2 separate regions of the Zea mays genome follow, and region 2 is linked to region 1. A link is a contact called in public Hi-C data. All regions are on one chromosome and are shown on one strand. Each heading gives the region's core, a stretch centred on a gene start, on an enhancer-like site or on the middle of the called end of the contact. The rest is flanking DNA. Distances are from core to core; before and after follow the strand shown.

What was found. A called contact is a pair of places that touch in the nucleus more often than the background predicts.
Region 2: a Hi-C map of leaf shows a contact between it and region 1, with 5 times the contacts expected there. The contact joins the promoter of LOC100382155 here to the promoter of LOC103631769 in region 1. A contact is called at or near these places in 3 of 25 Hi-C or Micro-C datasets (bundle sheath, leaf and tassel).

Annotation. Positions count from the first base shown.
Region 1 is chr1:14,784,704-14,787,753 of Zm-B73-REFERENCE-NAM-5.0, forward strand. LOC103631769 (O-fucosyltransferase family protein) reads right to left here and starts at 1,516. Exons shown (of 8, transcript XM_008653232.4): 1 at 1,151-1,516; 2 at 549-616; 3 at 371-459; 4 at 119-284; 5 at 1-37. The coding sequence starts at 1,313.
Region 2 is chr1:14,965,932-14,968,981 of Zm-B73-REFERENCE-NAM-5.0, forward strand. It overlaps LOC100382155 (HNH endonuclease), which reads right to left and starts at 1,411. Exons shown (of 4, transcript NM_001174915.1): 1 at 1,042-1,411; 2 at 684-722. The coding sequence starts at 1,401.

The DNA of each region.
Region 1 (3,050 bases), core at 266-2,765:
AATGGATGATGCTGTATTTGTTGAACAGCGGTAGGATCTGCATGGGTGAGAGATTGTCAGGAGGATACAGTGGATCAGTTACCATGAAAACCAGGACACATCAAGACGAGTTACAAACCTGATGCAAGTAATATTTTTCATCTGACCAGCTCACAGGTGGCATTTCAAGTATAATAATGTTTGAATCTCTTGGACCAAGCTTCTCTGGAAGCTGTTCAATGATGTGCACCTTATCTCTCAAAGAGTTGATGAAATGCCTCACGTCAAATATATCTCCAAAATTACTGTCAACCATAACAAGCACTACTCGCTTTAGATGTCAATATGGTTAATTCCATAGACTGCATCCCTCAAAGAAAATGGTGGTTACCTTTGATCAGCCCAGAATGATCTCTTGTCAAGTTCGGGGACAACCATAGTGAGATTTAGAAGACGAGCAACTGCCACCATGTCACAAATCTGAACAAAATGGAGGTATCAAAAAGCAAATAGAGTTAAGAAAGAAAAAAGAAATAAAATGGTGAATGGAAGAAGTAGACAATAATAACCTCTGAGCGCATCTGATTCAGACCCCCATTACAAGATATCTTCAGATAACCATTGCTCATGTATATTCCTGGAAAATTTAACAGTGATCAAATTGCCGTATTCCAGTGGCGATTGAATGCAGCAAAACCGTGTATCAACAACGGTCTACAGAATCTACAACAGTTTAATTCAAGTTTTCAACAAAACAGGAAGCCTATTCGTGACTTCACATTTCACAATAGTGCCTCTAGAAAGGTACAAGGCTTTCAATCGATCAAAGCATCGGTATACAACAGTATAAGTTTGGCATGACTTTGACTTTCCAAGTCAACATACTTTTATTTTTATATCATTAGTCGCATCAATGCATTCAGCAGCAACATTTACAGCTTACTAAACGTGCCCATGGCAAGTTGCGTACAAACAATAACAGCTGTGCACTCGTACGAAACAGATACTCATACCCTTCAGCATTTGTAATGTAACTCACAATATTTTTCCACTTTTACTCGCTCAGTACTCTATGAAGTTCCATGCAATGAATGATGCAATAGAGCAGTGATAAGCACCAAATCAAATCGAACTACACTAGAAATACAAACACATTAAGGAAACCACGCACTCGGGGGCGGAAGCGCGGAAGGTGGCGGCGAGGGATCGGCGTCGCCCACGAGGCCGAAAAGGAGGAGAAAGCGGCCGACGGCGACGAGCTGCGCGACGGAGGCCCACAGGATGACGGCGGCGCAGCCCGCCACGAGCCAAACCCTAGGCCTCGACCTCGCCATCGCACGCGAGGTCTAGACCCGGCGTTCGGGCGGCCGCCTCCCGATCGCCGCGGGCATCGGAGCGATTCCCGACAACGGCGATTCTGATTCCAGGCGGTTCGAGTCTTCGAGAAGAATCGCGGAGGTGCGGGAGGTGATTTTGTTGGCCTGGGGAGTAGGAACTGGTCGAGTGTAGCGTGTAGCGCGGTGACGATGAAGCCAACCGCCATAGTGGCCGAAATTTTTTTATTTTAATAAAAAATCATTTTTAGACACTTGAAAGACTTATTTCATGTTTTGTATCCTTTACTCGATGTCATGATCTATAGCGCCGAGGCAGCACATCTCGGCACCATAGCCTATGGCACCACCAATAGCCTATGGCACCGAGCTCTAACGTGGCAGCGACGATCAGGGCTGCTGTGTCGCCGACGTGTCTCCTAACTCTACGCCATAGATCTTGGCGCCAAGCTAGGCACCACAAATCTTGTCACCGAGCTAGGGGAGTATAAATCGGTTGTTTCCTGGACGAGAGTTGCGTCCAGCCATTTCAATCTTCTTCCAAACCAACAAGAGTTGCTCGAATTTTCGTATTCGAGTTGGAAACTTTGTAGACCAAGGTATGGTGTCTCACTGATTCGTTTATTACGTATATTGCGTTGTCTAGTTTTGATTGTTGCTCATATTGCTATTAGTTATGATTCCTAGGATATATAGTTCATATAATGACTATAATTTGTTAGATATTGTGAAATAGGTGTATTTGTAAGTTAAAATAATTTCTGTTATTTGCATATAGTTGTGTTAAAATATAATCGTTTCTTAGATAAAAGATATGTATCGAGGGTGTTGTGGCAGAAGAGATGTCGTCCTCGAGAGTTATATTCGGATGTATCTAGTAAGGATGCTCATGTTCCACCTGATCTTCCTGTGTCTAATTGTGATTGTGGCAGATCGGCTTGGGTATGTCAATTCAAACATCCAGACACGGTTGTTCGCTGCGTCTACCTTTGTGGTGGTTTTAACGTACGTAGCTTATGACTTGTATGTTATTATTGTTTACTAGATGTGTATTAATGTGTCATTCCATTTGTGTATTAGCACCTGAGGTGTTTTTCCAGTGGATTGACGGTCCTGATAAATTTGACCCTCAGTATCTCCTTTTCGCCTATTGGTTGTGCGAAAGGAATAGTCATGAACTTTTAAGCGTTGGGTGCCTCCTCCCCTGAATCTGCCACCAATGACGGATGAGGAGAAGGACTTAGCCACAGAAAAGACGACTGGAGTCTCCGCCTCGATGCAATTGTGGAGATCATGTTGTCTTATGTGAGGACACTCTGAAGTACTTCGTATGTCCCAACATTGATTATGTGAGTGCATAACAAATATCCAAAATTATGTTATTTTTTGCATAAATTTACTAATTTATTCTCCTGCAACCATACGGTTGGCGTAAGTGTCATTTTAGAGAGTGTTTGTATGGTCCTATGTCCCATTGGCCTGAGCCAGAGGCAAAGTGAAAGGGAAATAGGCTTACACCTTTTCCTAATTGATTTTGGTGGTTGAATTGCCCAACACAAATAATTGGACTAACTAGTTTGCTCTAGATTATAAGTTTTACAAGTGCCAAAGGTTCACAACAAACTAATAAAAAGACCAAGAAAAGATTCAAATAAAGAGAGCAAAAGACAACCGAAGTGTGTCCTGGTCTGGCGCACCGAACTGTCCGGTGCACCAGAGAACCAAACTCCAAACTGC
Region 2 (3,050 bases), core at 161-2,660, 180 kb after region 1:
GGAGGGGAGGAATGTCGTCGGCTAGAGAACAGTGTGTCTGCCCGCGCCAGCGTCCATGGTCGGCGCCACCATGTTTGGCGCCTTCGTGGCCTCCTTCACGGGCGTCGTGATCTGGGCGTTGGCGCACCGTGCAAGGGCCATGAAGCGGTAGACCGCACTGGTATGGGCTCCTTTGGGATGGACCGAAACCAGAAGGCCTTCTTGCATGGGCTCCCAGTGCTCAAGGACCATGGCGTCCGCGCCGACACGCACCTCGATGCCATGGCCACAGAAGCTGCTGCAGCGGCAGGGTGGCGATCCCTGCGCTGGACAGGCCAGCACCCAGGCCTTCTTGCCGTCTTTGGCGGTGCTCTTGATGATCTTCCGCTCGCGTACTATGCATGGGTTGCTTCTTCTTCACCGCCAGCAACCCCATGATCATCTGGTGTTGCTTCTCTCTGCCTGTTTCTTTTGCCTCTTTAACATCCATGGAGAAGAGGAAGAGGTACCTTATCTGTTTCGATCTGTTTTGGATGTAACAGAGACCCGAACAACGATTAAAGAGGCATATTTTAAAAGTTTATGGACCGAGATAACACAGTCACACAAGTTTAAGAACCGAAATTGTATTTTACTCCCAACGGAGTGATTCTCAAAACAACAACGATGGGAAGACTTCGTACAGAAGAATAAACATGATGTACCTGCAAAACTTGGCAATTCTCCAATGTGCTCTTCCCGCCCTGTCAATTTAACAGGGTCAGTGATTTTCTGATACAACAGCACAAAAAAACTCAGCGTATATACTACCTCCGCTCTCAAATATTTGCCGTCCACTAGTTCATTTTTGAACTAAAACGCGACATCTGAAAAATAACGGAGGGAATACCATCTAAAAGCACTAAAATTTGGAAGAACATATATTAGTGTCTTATCGAGGTCCAGGAACCGCTGGGTTCCCAGGGTTTTGCATCAATCTCCACAAAAAATAATAGACTAATAGCAAGGGGAAGCGTCGGAACTCGGAACAAGTGATTTGGGATTGTCGTTGGAATCAGGGACCTTGGAGTAGGGGACGATGTGGTCGTAGTCGTGGCAAAGGCAGCCGGGGCAACCCACGAGCTTGCGGAAGACGATGTTGCCGAGCGCATCGCGGCGCCACCTCTCCGGGTCACGTCCGGGCAGCCGCTCCGCCTTCTCCCAGCACTGCTGTTTCACCGCATAGGAGAAGCTCCGGGGCTCCGACGCGGACGGCGGCGGCGCCGTCAGCAGCAGCTCGTCCAGGTCGGTGGCAACTGCGGCAGCGGCGGCGGTTGTGGAGTCGAACGAGCGTGGGGAACTCGGGCGAGCCGTGGCGCCGAAGGATTGCGGCGGCGGTTGCCGGTCACTTCGGCGCCGGCGCATCGGCTTCCGTCCCACCATTGCTCTTTGGTAGTCGCCGATGAGATGAGCCGCTCGGGGGTGCCTTGCGGATATACATGTTACCCATCTGGCTGCCCGTGACCGACCCACCAAAGCCCGACCCAAACCTGGCATGGGCCGAAAGCCGTATGTCACGTTTGTTTCGGCTTTTTCTGACGAACCATTTTGATAATCTAACTATATGAGGAAATTTTAATTATTATGAGAATTACGTGCGAAGTAAGATAAAGACATTCATAAAGTTTATGGTCTAAAAAGTGACAGGATCCTACTATCATGACGGCTTGATCGTTGATTTTGGACAATTTTTACCGAAGTGATTCTCATATAAGCATGCTGAAAAATTAGGTGTTTGTCAGTCCACAGCAGCTTTTGATGGTCAGAATCAGAAAAAAAAGTTGAAACAAATAGGCACGTAGGCTCGTGCTAGTTCGGTACGAGGCTCATGCCATACTTAGGCCACAAAAAAGGCATGTGGTGCCAGCACGAACATGGTTTGTGTAGAAATATTTGCAATTTCGCCACCCCAAGTGTTGACACTTTGCTATTTTGCCATCTACGTCTCTGGTTTGTGGGTCTATTTGTGTCTATGATTTGTGGGTCCGATGGCAAATTAGCGAAGTCCACTGTCGATAGCGACAAAATTGTAAATCCCTCTAAAAATATTTAATTTCACCACCCCAAGTGTTGACACTTTGCTATTTTGCAATCTCTATGTGTAAGGAGACGTGTGGTTATGGTCTCATCTATCTATTTCTAATGCTCCTTATGAAAGGAGACAATGCAGTTCTGGTATGTCTATTTCTATAGTCAGTTCACTCCTACGATCATCTCTCCTCCCATACTTGCCTTCACCTCCTCTGAGTTCTCTCGACTTCTCTTGAGTCACATCTCGACTCTCACTCGTCTAGGCGAGGCACGCTAGCAAGTCATTGCAACATGTCTCCAGTGTTTTACCGATCATCTTATCTATCATATTTACCTATATCTCGAACTCTTGTCCTCTATCGTTTCATTTCCGTAACCCTAACCCTAATTCTAATCCTCGATTTGGTCAAGATCTATATCAAGGTCGCTTTGTTGTCCTCTCATCGGCAAATCTGGTGCTCCGGTTGTATAAGAGAGCCACCAATTCTTCCTCTACCATACCAATCTCTCATCATGGCTCCTGCTCGTCTTAGCAAGGTGGACGTTGGTGGGCCTCCATCACCGTTGTCGCACTAGCAACGAAACCTGAGGGCCTATGTCAGTGCCCGAAGAAAACCATACCCTCATATGATGACAAGACATCTTCTAACCCCCCCCCCCTAAAAAGAGATTATTGATGAACCCATGGTCCTGATGCTTTGACCCCTGAGGACCTACCATGGCTTTACCTAAGTAGGAGCCCACCATACCGGGGGACTTGATCTCTAAGCCCCCCCCCCCTCGAAGTTATAAGATAGTCCCCGCCGCCACCGTCCAACAGAACAACCGAAACTTGAACCTCCAGGGCCTCAAGATGCTCTAGCTATCAAAGCGCTTCCAACTTAGTTCTTTCGGTCGCTTGGGGCCCTCTATGGGCAGGGCTAGGCAAAATACTCGTAACCCGAAACCCAAACCCAGAATACCCAAACTCGACCCGAAATACTCAGAACCTAAATTTGTTC